Regions from separate parts of the Oncorhynchus mykiss genome. Here region 2 is linked to region 1. A link is a contact called in public Hi-C data. All regions are on one chromosome and are shown on one strand. The core of a region is the stretch at or near the end of the contact, and the rest is flanking DNA. Distances in the headings are between cores, read along the strand shown.

The links. A called contact is a pair of places that touch in the nucleus more often than the background predicts.
Region 2: a Hi-C map of liver shows a contact between it and region 1, with 3 times the contacts expected there. The contact joins the promoter of LOC110538908 here to the enhancer-like site in region 1. A contact is called at or near these places in 2 of 3 Hi-C or Micro-C datasets (blood and liver).

The regions. Positions count from the first base shown.
Region 1 is chr12:54,153,874-54,160,777 of USDA_OmykA_1.1, forward strand. LOC110537780 (cytoplasmic polyadenylation element-binding protein 4) reads right to left here. Exons shown (of 11, transcript XM_036937794.1): 11 at 4,911-6,904. Among protein-coding and RNA genes, the nearest start is that of LOC110537779, 7.9 kb to the left of the region's middle. Within about 2 kb of position 4,193, at least 2 of the 11 cell types and tissues checked have an H3K27ac peak or open chromatin away from gene starts, as enhancers often do. A contact at or near this core is called in liver, where this site is marked.
Region 2 is chr12:54,249,794-54,257,277 of USDA_OmykA_1.1, forward strand. It overlaps LOC110538908, which reads left to right and starts at 3,926. Exons shown (of 7, transcript XM_036939510.1): 1 at 3,926-4,370; 2 at 4,580-4,704. The coding sequence starts at 4,233.

The DNA of each region.
Region 1 (6,904 bases), core at 2,943-5,442:
TTCTGCCAGTCCACGACAGACGTCATGCCCCCTCAGATGGCCCTTTACGGGAGACTCATTGCCTGCTCGCATGCACAGTGTTGCCCTGGGTAATGCAAACCATAACAATGGGGTACAAATTGTTGTACGCACCCTATTTTTCTGCGGCGTCAAGACGTTGACTGTTCTCCTGGCCTCAGCACCAGTATTAAGGGAGGAATTTCCTGGAACCGAAAAGGGACAGGGGGTTACGCCCCATTCTAGACATACATGCCCTGAACAAACATCAGAGTTTACTAATTCAAGATGCTCACAAATCAGTGACTGTTCCAGTCCGTGCGTTGGTTCACCACCATTGACCTAAAGGATGCAAACTTTCATGTGCCCATGTACCTAAGTCACAGAAAGTTCCTGAGATTCCATAAAGAGGCAAGCCTACGAGCTTCTCGTCTCCATCTTTTCAAAGGTGGTGGAGGTAGCTCTGGCACCCACAAGGAGCTAGGGGCTGAGGGTATAGGACTATCTGGACAATTGGCTGATAGCAACAGAGTCACGGGAAGATGTTCGGGTTCCAGCTCTGCTTGGCCCATTTTCGGTTGGGGCTCACAGTACGTTTTTGCCAGTTACTGCTCCTACTGGGGATAGTAGCTTCTATGATAGTGGTCATTCCCCTGGGACTATTATTGACGCGGCCATTCCAGCAGTGGGTACTAGCAATGAGCTTGGATGCATCTTGCCACCTAAACTGGTCGATTCCGGTGTCCCCGACATTCCTTTGGGTACTGGCCCAGTGGAGGGATCCCCGGTTGCTGTCACAAGGGGCTCCTATGGGCCAGGTGTTGTCTCGCAAGGTGGTCATGTCAGATGCGTCCCCCCAATGGTGGGGCACGCTGTGCGATGGTTACTCAATTTGGGCAGTATGGACAGTGTCACAGAGTGCCTGGAATATGAATTACCTGGAACTTTTGACTGTGTACTTAGCATTTAGGCGCCTAGTCCCGCGTTTGCCGGGCCATGATGTGCAGGTGGCACGGGCCTGTTTTCTACTGTGTTATTGACTTGTTAATTGTTTACTCCATGTGTAACTCTGTGTTGTCTGCTCATACTATGCTTTATCTTGGCCAGGTCGCAGTTGTAAATGAGAACTTGTTCTCAACTAGCCTACCTGGTTAAATAAAGGTGAAATAAAAATAAAAGGTCAGATCCGACAACATGACAACGGTGGCATACATCAACAGGCAGGGGGAACTCGGTTCCTACCCCTCCTCACCTTGGCTTCCTGTTGCTGTGGAGCAGAGCACATTTACTCTCACTTCGGGCAGTGCATGGTGTTCTCTAAGCATTGTCTCTCTCACTGACGGGTTCCTGGGTTCCTGGTATGGCAACTGCTCGGCCTCTGACCGCAAGGCACTACAGGGGTAGTGCGTACGGCCCAGTACACCACAGGGGCCAAGCTTCCTGCCATCCAGGACCTCTATACCAGGCAGTGTCAGAGGAAGGCCCTAAAAATTGTCAAAGACTCCAGCCACCCTAGTCATAGACTGTTCTCTCTGCTACCGCAAGCGGTACCGGAGCGCCAAGTATAGGTCCAAGAGGCTTCTAAAACAGTTTCTACTCCAAGCCATAAAACTCCTGAAATTCTAATCAAATGGCTACCCAGACTATTTGCTCTATTATCTATGCATAGTCACTTTAATAACTCTACCTACATGTACATATTACCTCAATTACCTCAACACCGGTGCCCCCGCACATTGACTCTGTACCAGTACTCCCTGTATATAGCCTCGCTATTGTTATTTTATTGCTGCTCTTTAATTATTTGTTACTTTTATTTGTTACTTTTTTTTAGGTATTTTCTTAAAACTGCATTGTTGGTTGGTTAAGGGCTGGTACGTAAGCATTTCACTGTAAGGTGAAATACCTGTTGTATTCGGTGCATGTGACAAATACAATTTGATTTGATTTTGATATGATATGATATGATTGTAGCATATTTCCCATGGCATATAGCAGCAAGGAGCAGGGGTTACCTAGACGAGTAAGCGCCCACTCCACCGGCATCTTGGGTGTTGTTTAAAGGGTTATTTGGAGATATTTGTGCTGCGGTGAGTCGGGCATCACCACACACTTTTGCTTACGGTAAGGACAGGTGAAAGTCACTTAGGCAGTCACTTAGGTGTGCTCAATACCCAGACTGTCACATCTGGTGGTGTCAGGTCTGGGTTGTCTGCCATGGGCCATTGGGGCCTGATTATATTTCCCCATAGTACGCTTTACCGAAGTTGACTGACTTAAAAGGAAACGTAATGTTCCGACTATAACTACTGTTCCCTGAAGGAGGGAAAGGAGATACAACACCTGTTTGGCCCCGCATCGCCCGTTCCTGGGCTTGGTGAAGAGCATTATTCAATTGAAGGAATGAATCCAAGCCTCACGCTTATCACCTGTGGAAGGCGGTTCTTCCATCGAGGCACATTGGCTTTGTCAGGCGTGATTTAGGATCCTTCAACCGAAGTCGCGAGAGTGCGACTCCCCATAGTATGATGTACCTCGTTTCCCTCCTTCATGAAACAGAAGTCACAACGTTACATTCTTTGTTTCAAGGGCACTACAGTGCACTACTTTTGAACAGGGCACATAGGACCATTAGGCACATAGGACCAAAACAGTGTTCAATAACAATAATCTAAGGAGATTTCAAATTCTTGTCCTAGAGTACTCATTCTTATAAATGTACTACCTAAGGGACGATATGTCCGGGGCAGAGGCTTTTCCTTGCTATGAGTCTTACCAGACACCACGGCCTAGCTGTGCTTAATGAGGGGTCCATGTCTCTGTGACCTGGTTGCTGGCTGCTACAGAGGCAGAGAGAGAAAGAGAGAGAGGCAGGCACCCGGTCGCAGAATGGATTGGCTCAGCAGAACCTTTGTCTCCACTGTCAGAGAGACAGGCGTGATGTCATCTGGATCTTTCATCCAAGTTTTTTGTCACTATTATTCTATACTGAACAAAAATATGAATGCAACATGCAACAATTTCAAAGATTTGACTGAGCAACAGTTAATATAAGGAAATCAGTCAATTGAAAAAACAATATTAGGCCCTAATCTATGGATTTCACGACTGGGCAGGGGTGCAACCTTGGGTGGGCCTGGGAGGGCATCGGCCCACCCACTTGGGAGCCAGGCCCAGCCAATCAAAATGAGTTTTTCCTCACAAAAGGGCTTTATTACAGACATAAATAGTTCTCAGTTTTGTCAGCTGTCCAGGTGGCTGGTCTAAGACTATCCCGCAAGTGAAGAAGCCAGATGTGGAGGACCTGGGCTGGCATGGTTACACGTGGTCTGTGGTTGTGAGGCCGGTTGGACGTACTGACAAATTATCTAAATTGACGTTGGAGGCGGCTTATGGTAGAGAAATTACATTCAATTCTCTGGCAACAGCTCTGGTGGACAGTCCTGCAGTCAGCAGGCCAATTGCACATTCCCTCAAAACTTGAGACATCTGTGGCATCGTGTTGTGTGACAAAACTGCACATTTCAGATTGGCCTTTTATTGTTCCTAGCACAAGGTGCACCTGGTTAATGATCATGCTGTTTAATCAGCTTCTTGATATGCCACACATGTCAGGTGGATGGATTATCTTGGCAAAGGAGAAATGCTCGCTTGCAGGGACATAAACAAATGTGTGCCCAAAATTTGAGAGAAATAAGCTTATTGTGCATATGGAACATTTCTGGGATCTTTTATTTCAGCTCATGAAACATGTGACCAACACTTTACATGTTGTGTTTATATTTTTGTTCAGTATATGTACACTTCCTGCAGTGGTATATCCATGCAATGCCATCCGAGAACAGGGTTGGGGACCATATTGACTGGAGCCCAACTACTGTTTTTGATGCTGCCTCATGAGGAAAGGTTTTCTCAAATGCACCGCACAGCCCCAGGGACCTACAATTTTTCTCTTGCATTACCGGTTTTGATGATAGCAAGGTAATTCATGATTTTGCCTACATTGAAGGAAAATTGTATGGCTTTACACTTACTCAGGGAATGTGAGTGCTGCTACCTACGGTACATAAGGTCCAAAAGTTAGTGAGCTAATGGTTTTCTTTCAGGTTTGACACAGAAGACTGCAGTACATTAGAGTGAATTCTGAGTGGTGCTTTATATTGGTAATGTACCAGTCAGCAGGCAGGTGGAGCTGATGAGTCTGATGAATATGATCACTTACAGTATGTTTGTAGACTGACATTAATGACATTCTTTATCCCAGGACATTTCTGCAGGATTATCAATACCCTGGCATGTGTGATGGTACATCTATTTTGAATGACTGGTTTCATCAGCTCCGGTTTGTATAAAGCAGGGGCGTCAAACTCATTCCATGGAGGGCCTCATGTCTGCTGGTTTTAATTTTTTCCTCTCAATTATGACCTAGACAACCAGGTAAGGGGAGTTCCTTACTAAATGACCTGAATTCATCAATCGAGTACAAGGGAGGAACAAAAACCTGCAGACACCCGGCCCTCCATGGAACGAGTAGCATTATAGTGACATTCTTTGAAAGGATCCAGTAAAGACTGGCATACAAACACACTGACTTCTTAGCCTGGAAAAGGAAATAATGGTTGCAAAATAACTGCTCATAAAATATGAATGGTTAATCTGATACTGACATTTGCAAAAGCTGCTGGTGGTCGCCATTTTAACACCCCCTCTCGCTCACACACAGCATAGCGTTCATAACTCGTTGCGACCTTATTTTCTTGTATGCAGTAAAGATATCTGAATTCATTCGGAGGTTTTATCAGCCAGGGCCCAGCAATGGCCGCTGCCTAGCTTTATGAAAGCAGCAACCAATGAACATCTACAGAAAACGCAATACACTTAACAGTCCACACAAAGAAAAACACAAATGGGCCTTATTGTCACAGTTAAGTTTTATTCATTCAACATTTCACATTACAAATATTTAAAAGTTATGCATACTGTTATAAATAGTTGGCTGCAAACAATTAAATAACATTAGATCTCTTTTTCATTTCACTAGCACTTTTACAGACCAACTCCTAGAAATATGGACATTTTGTATTACATAACTTAATTTGAAAGGAAAATACAAAAATAGTAACTTATAAAGTGAAATGACAATAAAAATTATGGTGATATCTTAAGTAAAAAAAAAAATATTAATAAATACAACCTTCCCATACACAGTTAAAAACTATTGACATTTTGCCATTAAGTAACATCATTAACAGACCAATATTTAAATATTTATTTCCTTCAGAAAATGTGAACCATATATTGTGGAGCACAATATAGCAATTAGTAAAAACTAGACACTAACATATTAAAAGCTTCACCTCAAAAATATAACAAAAATCTGATCAAAATTATAAAAAATTATACATTCCAATTAAAAATATACCAATAAACAGCTAAATACATTATTGACCTAATAATTACAATGCAACCAATCACAGTAGCTTGAAATAAACAAATTAAGCAAATGAGCACAAAACCTTTAAATGTTTTAAAAAATAACTTCAATTATTTATATTAGTACAAATAGTTTGATTTCTTTTTCTTTTCTTTTTTACAAACACCAGCATGAAAAGGATTACAATAACAGTAGAAAATGACTGTGAAAAACATATTAACATCTTCTTTAAATGTCTGCAATTAAAAACGGCATTAAAGAATTACATTGCAAAGTCTTATTCTGGAAAAAAGTTCAAAAAAAGTATTGCACATAACAACTCGAAGTTAACTTGCAACATTTACCACATTCAAGTCTTAATGTTCCCCTTCCTCCAACTAGGTTGATTTGCCTCAACAGACAGTGGAGATGAGTTATCAAGTCTTTTTAACAGTGTCCTAAAAGATGCTCAAGTCTTGCACTGCTAAAATATATTTTAGAGTTTTTTTCATTTTCTTATTTTCTTGTATATTTTTCTGTGCATCCTGCAGAGGTCTGAGTATGGGGAAGGCAAAGAGATGAACACATGGGAGGGGAGTGAGGTGTGGGGGTGTCCTTAATAAATTAAAAGTTGTGAAACATCTGGTGCACTACAACAATTCATTTCAATAGCTAATTCATGTACTTCTTTTTTTTTATCATGCATGCTAAGGATTATAATAGGAGCTAGTTGGCAAGTTCAAGAATATACATTTTCCAATGTTAAAATATCTAAACACCAAACATCCATTCTTGTGATACGAGATTCAGCCTAATTATGAACCATCATTTGCATTCTCCTTATAATTGTTACATTCCAGCTATGGAGAGAGGAAACCAAAAACAATAGAAGTTACCATTTTCCAACTAGGGTAGCCATTTTTTTAAACATTCATTTTAAATGACAACGTTTTCTCACCATGCTGTTAAGATCAGATTTTTGTGAAACATTTAGTGTATGAGATCTAATACCTTAAGCAATACACTTTCATCATCCCTCTGCAGTTTTGAAGTCGCATCAACACAAGTGTGCACTTAGTTGTAAAGATTCCTCAGCACTGAAATGTATAATAAAAAGCATAATTGAAAATAATATTGAAATCACTCAACTTTTTTCTTTAAATTAAAATTTCCATATATGCAGATCTCTCAGTAACAAAAGTACAAAAGCTACCTTTCACAATGTGAAAAATTGAGGTATTGCAAAAAGGACTTTTCCCATTTGTGAAAAAATGTGCCTAAAATGACTGTTGAAAAAAATGTTTAGAAAAGTAGTGCATAATAAATGTTTATATGTGCATGACAAAATAATTTAGCTAGAAAACACAGTACCAAAAATCAGCAGGCCATGTATAAAATAATCTTTTTCTCATTAACAGCAAATTCTTCAAAAAGGGTTTTTAACTTCTAAAATGTTCACCCACCACACCCAAGCTAAATTCATGGTGCAGAACT
Region 2 (7,484 bases), core at 2,676-5,175, 96 kb after region 1:
TTAAGAATTGTGTGTGTGGGCGTGCGTATGTGTTTCTGCCGGAGTGCTTTGTTTTTGTTATTTGGTGGCCATTACAGAATATCTTATTCTAAAGATCAAAGATACATATGCCGCTGCACATGTCGAAAACTGTCAACTACAAATGGAGAATAAATTAGAGGGTATTGCATAATTAAACCTCTGCTTTAACTCTGACACATATTGATGTTATGTCACCACCTTGTGGCCTAAATCTGGAAGATGAAATTACTTTTTCATATTAAATTGAACCTTTATTGAGATTAAATTACTTTGCTTGAACCATCCCGAGGGTACTTTGTGAAATTAATTCAATGGATTAATATGCATAACTGCAAGTGAAAAAGACAATGCCGTAAAGAAGTGTCTGAAAAAGAAGTTTGAGATCATCTGGTTGGCCTCTACCTCTCCAAACACATTGACAATTGCAGAAGGGTTGTCAATTCACATTTGGCCTATTTGCATTTTTCATCTTCCAATGAGAGTCAAATTAACCAGGCCTTCAGGCTCCAGCCACAATACATAGAAGGCTATAGGGCTAAATACTATTTAACAATCTACATAAAAATAAATCTGACTTAATACTTTTAATATTATGGTAAAACAATGTGCAATCAAGTATTATGAGTACCTGACTAAGATCAAGAAATAGTAATGAGAACGAATTTCAAAGCAAGTATTTAATTAACATTGTAAGATGAACAAGTTCCATAATACAAGGCGAAATGATATGTTACAAGGCATTACTGGCATTAACCAGGCATTATTCTAGGCATACATATCCTAACACCTTGATCACACCGACAGCGTCATTGTGCAAAATGGTACTCAGCATCATCTGCGCTGACTGTTTGGAGTTTTTGAACAATAGCATTAGTGTAACTCAGCCTCAGACCTACAGGACCAGCAGAATCTGGTCCCCAGAGATGTCACGATTGGAGGGTTGGAGAGAGAAACACAGATAAGGTAGAATTCCTGAAAAGACAATCAACTCTCTTGCTTACAGTAGTTTAGAGTTCACTCTGAATGGATACAAGTTACCACAGAGATCATACATCCATATAGATGGCATCGACGTTCTCTGCAGGGAAAACGTTTCAGATAGATACCAAACATGGATGCCATAATATTACTCTAACACACATGCATTTTAGCAGTCAGTCCTCTGGGAACTGTGTGTGAGAGAGAGAGGGGCATTTTGACCTCTTGACGGGGGAAGGGCTGACTGGCTGGTATTATCCTTGCGTACCTGGGCCATTTGCCTCGTCGCCCCAGATGACAGAAAGCATGAGTTGGGGCAAGGCCTACAAGGACATTGTGTACTTAAATAGACCCAATGCTACAATACATTTGATATACTTGTCACGGCCCTCCTCATCAGGTCCTCTTGTCCCCTCCCCCCTCCCTCCCTCAGGGTCACCATGGTTCCTCTCCCTAGTTGCCTGGCAACCAGCTCCTCCTGGAAATTGAGACTACAGTTGACTTCATAATTAAAGACCACACCCACACTTTACAATAACTACATTTATTAGAGAAAATAATTGCAAGGCCAAATCATGTCTCTGTAGTTTATTTTACAACTAGGCCTTGCAAACACATTCACGGTCAAGTTCTTTATAAATCATCAACTTGGCCAATAGTTTTCCAAACAACAATTGCCTCAATGGTTTTTAAAAGAGGCATTTGGAATTAATATTCAAATAAACAGAAAATGCTGTCTGACAATATGAGTCAGACATAATTGAGAATGTGCAAAGTGCAATGTAGAAAATAGTCAAAATAAAGAAAAACCATTGAATGATTAGGTGTGTCCAAACTTTTGACTGGCACTGTATATGTGATGGGATGTATATACAATATGGACACTATATGAATACAATATGTAGTATACCTGAATAATAGAACACGTGCAGCAACAGTTAAAAAGGATAGGCCTTGACTAGAATACAGTATACACATATAACATGGGTAAAACAGTATGTAAACATTGTTAAAGTGACCAGTATTCCATGACTATGTACATAGGGCAGAAGCCTCTAAAGTGACGACCTCACCTTTTTTTGTACATATATTTTTTTATTTAACCTTTATTAACCAGGTAGGCAAGTTGAGAACAAGTTCTCATTTACAACTGCGACCTGTCCAAAATAAAGCAAAGTAGTGAGACACAAACAACAACACAGAGTTACACATGGAATAAGCAAACATACAGTCAATAATACAATAGAAAAAGTCTATATACAGTGTGTGCAAATGAGGTAGGATAAGGAAGATAAGGCAATAAATAAGCCATGGTTGTGAAATAAGTACAATATAGCAATTAAACACTGGAGTGATAGATGTGCAGAAAATGAGTGTGCAAGTAGAGATACTGGGGTGCAAAGGAGCAAAATAAATACAATTAATAACAGTATGGGGATGAGGTAGTTGGATGGGCTATGTTCAGGTGCAGTGATCTGTGAGCTGCTCTGACAGCTGGTGCTTAAAGTTAGTAAGGGTGATATGAGTCTCCAGCTTCAGTGATTTTTGCAGTTCGTTCCAGTCATTGGTATCAGAGAACTGTAAGGAAAGGCAGCCAAAGGAGGAATTGGCTTTGGGGGTGACCAGTGAAATATACCTGCTGGAGTGCGTGCTACGGGTGGGTGCTGCTATGGTGACCAGTGAGCTGAGATAAGGCGGGGCTTTACCTAGCAAAGACTTATAGATGACCTGGAGCCAGTGGGTCTGGCGACGAATATGAAGCGAAGGCCAACCAACGAGAGCATACAGGTCGCAGTGGTGGGTAGTATATGGGGCTTTGGTGACAAAACGGATGGCACTGTGATAGACTGCATCCAATTTGCTGAGTAGAGTGTTGGAGGCTATTTTGTAGGTAGGATAGTCAGTTTTACGAGGGTATGTTTGGCAGCATGAGTGAAGGATGCTTTGTTGCGAAATAGGAAGCCGATTCTAGATGTAATTTTTGGATTGGAGATGCTTGATGTGAGTCTGGAAGGAGAGTTTACAGTCTAACCCGACACCTAGGTATTTGTAGTTGTCCACATATTCTAAGTCTGAACCGTCCAGAGTAGTGATGCTGGACGGGCGGGCAGGTGTGGGCAGCGATCGGTTGAAGAGCATGCATTTAGTTTTACTTGCATTTAAAGCAAGTTTTACTTGGCATTGAAGCTCGTCTGGAGGTTAGTTAACACAGTGTCCAAAGAAGGGCCAGATGTATACAGAATGTTGATGTCTGTGTCGAGGTGGATCAGAAAATCACCAGCAGCAAGAGCGACACCACCCGCCTTCTGGGTGGTAGCGGGGTGAATAGGCTGTGGTTTGGGTGGCTGAGGTCCTTGATGATCTTCTTGGCCTTCCTGTGACACCGGGTGCTGTAGATGTCCTGGAGGCCATGTAGTGTGCCCCCGGTGATGCGTTAGGCAGACCCCACCACCCTCTGAAGAACCCAATATTGATAAACGTCACCTTGTCCTAGAGAGATTTACACGGTTATCAAAACGTCACACCAGGGTAACCTACACAAAAGTGTTTCTAAAATCTCATATGGGAAAAATGAATGGTGAAAAAACGATTGGAACAATTTCCCTGTTTGACTGCTAGGTGTTATGGGTATTATGACTCATACTGTGGTACTCTATATCACCTGTTTCCTCAAAAATGATCATGCAAATTATCTGGTCATACTCACTGTCATTAGCATATTTGGGCGTTATTAGGTAGAACGGTGTGTAACCATGAAATATTACAGTTCATTCCCTCTGTAAACCAAAACTAAATGTAAAACTAGCTAAGTAAATACTACATATCCCAATATACAATGTGCCTCTTCCCGCAATGTAATAAATGTTTTAATAACCCGTACAGTAGGTGGCGGAAATACACCAATATGTGTAGTCTACCATCATGCTCGTAACATAGAATGTTAAAGAAGAAGACGCAATGGGCACGTTCGTAGATTCGCTCTGGCCATCTACTCCGATCACTCCCGTCTGAGTCTGCAACGAGCAGAATAACTGATTAATTTACGAACGCACCCAACGTAAGAGACTTCCTATTGCATAGCATGTTGGTACTTGTGTACACTGCTAAATAATGTAGCTAGGTTTTAGAGCCACCAGCAGTTATTTTGTGTAATTTCTTGAAATTATTTCGATACTGCTACACTTCTATATGTACAAAACTAATTGACGGGCTGAATTTCAACAAACACCGGTATGGCGGAGGGTGTCGGTAACGCAGTGAATCTTCCCCCCGGAGATCCGCAGCTCATCGGGCTCATCGTGGAACATCTCAAGAACCGAGGCCTGTTCGACGAGTTCCGCAGAGACTGCCTGGCAGATGTGGATACAAAGGTAGCTAATCTAGCGTTCAACTTTTTCTGACTAGCTATCAACGTTCATTTAAGCCTGCTATTTAACGTTAGCTAGCAAATAGTTTCCGCTTTATTTGTCCCACGTTGTTGTTTTTAGCTTAGCTAACTAGCTAGCCAGCTGTTGGTAATGTTCCGGCTATTGATCAATGGGTAACGTAAATGACGTGCTTCTGTCATTGTTGTCATCAGCCTGCCTACCAGAATCTACGACAGAAAGTTGACAACTTCGTCTCTACTCATTTGAACACTCAAGACTGGAACCCATCAATCAACAAAAATCAAGTGCGGAATGTGCTAAGACAAAGCGTCGTGCAGTGAGTAGCTACTATAAATGATTATAATTATGCTTGTAAATGTCTAATGCATTGTAGTTGTTGACAGTACATAACAATTAAATCACGTTTTCAAGCCAAAAACAGTGCCATCTGCACATGAATGGTTAAGATCATGTACCCAGTCTGGATTGCAATCAGGTGTTCCTGCTAATGCCAGTATTTTTTTTTATTTCACCTTTATTTAACCAGGTAAGCTAGTTGAGAACAAGTTCTCATTTACAACTGCGACCTGGCCAAGATAAAGCAAAGCAGTGCGACATAAACAGCAACACAGAGTTACACATGGAATAAACAAGCATACAGTCAATAACACAATAGGAAAAAAAAAAGTCTATATACAGTGTGTGCAAATGGCGTGAGGAGGTAGGCAATAAATGGGCCATAGTAGCGAAGTAATTACAATTTAGCAGATTAACACTGGAGTGATAAATGAGCAGATGATGATGTGCAAGTAGAGATACTGGTGTGCAAAAGAGCAGAAAAGTAAATAAAAACAATATGGTGATTGGGTGGGCTATTTACAGATGGGCTATGTACAGCTGCAGCGATCAGTTAGCTGCTCAGATAGCTGATGTTTAAAGTTAGTGAGGGAAATATAAGTCTCCAGCTTCAGCGATTTTTGCAATTAGTTCCAGTCACTGGCAGCAGAGAACTGTAAGGAAAGGTGGCCAAAGGAGGTGTTGGCTTTGGGGATGACCAGTGAGATATACCTGCTGGAGCGTATGCTACGGGTGGGTGTTGTTATCGTGACCAGTGAGCTGAGATAAGACGGAGCTTTACCTAGCATAGACTTATAGATGACCTGGAGCCAGTGGGTCTGGCGACGAATATGTAGCGAGGGCCGACTAGAGCATCCAGGTCGCAGTGATGGGTGGTGTAAGGGGTTTTGGTAACAAAAGGAATGGCACTGTGAAAGACTACATCCAGTTTGCTGAGTAGAGTATTGGAAGCTATTTTGTAGATGACATCGCCAAAGTCGAGGATCGGTAGGATAGTCAGTTTTACTAGGGTAAGTTTGGCGGCATGAGTGATGGAGGCTTTATTGCGAAATAGAAAGCTGATTCTAGATTTGATTTTGGATTGGAGATGTTTAATATGAGTCTGGAAGGAGAGTTTACAGTCTAGCCAGACACCTAGGTATTTGTAGTTGTCCACATATTCTAGGTCAGAACCGTCCAGGGTAGTGATGCTAGTCGGGCGGGCGTGTGCGGGCAGCGAAAGGTTGTAAAGCATGCCACAGAAGGAGTGTTTTATGGCATCGAAGCTTGTTTGGAGGTTAGTTAACAGTGTCCAAAGACGGGCCAGAGGTATACAGAATGGTGTCGTCTGCGTAGAGGTGGATATATCATTGATATGTATACAGAGAAAAGAGTCAGCCTGAGAATTGAACCCTGTGGTACCCCCATAGAGACTGCCAGAGGTCCGGACAACAGGCCCTCCAATTTGACACATTGGACTCTGTCTGCGAAGTAGTTGGTGAACCAGGCGAGGCAGTCATTTGAGAAACCAAGGCTATTGAGTCTGCCGATAAGAATGCGGTGATTGACAGAGTCGATGAAGACGGCTGCACAGTACTGTCTTATCGATGGCGGTTATGATATCATTTAGTACCTTGAGCGTGGCTGAGGTGCACCCGTGACCAGCTCGGAAACCGGATTGCACAGCGGAGAAGGTACGGTGGGATTCGAAATGGTCAGTGATCTGTTTATTAACTTGGCTTTCGAAGACTTTAGAGAGGCAAGGCAGGAAGGATATAGGTCTAGAGTGTCACCCCCTTTGAAGAGGGGGATTACTGCGGCAGCTTTCCAATCATTAGGGATCTCGGACGATATGAAAGAGAGGCTGGACAGACTGGTAATAGAGGTTGCAACAATGGCGGTGGATAGTTTTAGAAAGAGAGGGTCCAGATTGTCTAGCCCAGCTGATTTGTGCGGGTCCAGGTTTTGCTGCTCTTTCAGAACAGCTGCTATCTGGATTTGGGTGAAGGAGAAGCTGGGGAGGCTCAGGCAAGTAGCTGCGGGGGCGGAGCTGTTGACCGGGGTTGGGGTAGCTAGGAGGAAAGCATGGCCAGCCGTAGAGAAATGGTTATTGAAATTTTCGATTATCATGGATTTATCGGTGGTGACCGTGTTACCTAGCCTCAGTACAGTGGACAGCTGGGAGGAGGTGCTCTTGTTCTCCATGGACTTTACAGTGTCCCAAAACTTTTTGGAGTTAGAGCTACAGGATGCAAAACCCTGTTTGAAAAAGCTAGCCTTTGCTTTCCTGACTGACTGTGTGTATTGGTTCCTGACTTCCCTGAACAGCTACATGTTGCGGGGGCTATTCAATGCTATTGCAGTCCGCCACAGGATGTTTTTGTGCTCGTCAAGGGCAGTCAGGTCTGGAGTGAACCAAGGGATATATCTGTTCTTAGTTCTACATTATTTGAAAGGGGCATGTTTATTTAAGATGGTGAGGAAATTACTTTTAAAGAACGACCAGGCATCCTCGACTGACGGGATGAGGTCAATATCCTTTCAGGATACCCGGGCCAGGTCGATTAGAAAGGCCTGCTCGCAGAAGTGTTTTAGGGAGCGTTTGACAGTGATGAGGGGTGGTCGTTTGACCGTGGACCGATAGCAGATACAGACAATGAGGCTGAGATCCTGGTTGAAAACAGCAGAGGTGCATTTGGAATGCAAGTTGGTAAGGATATTATCTATGAGGGTGCCAATGTTTACAGATTTAGGGTATATGTGACAGTCATATGTATTGTC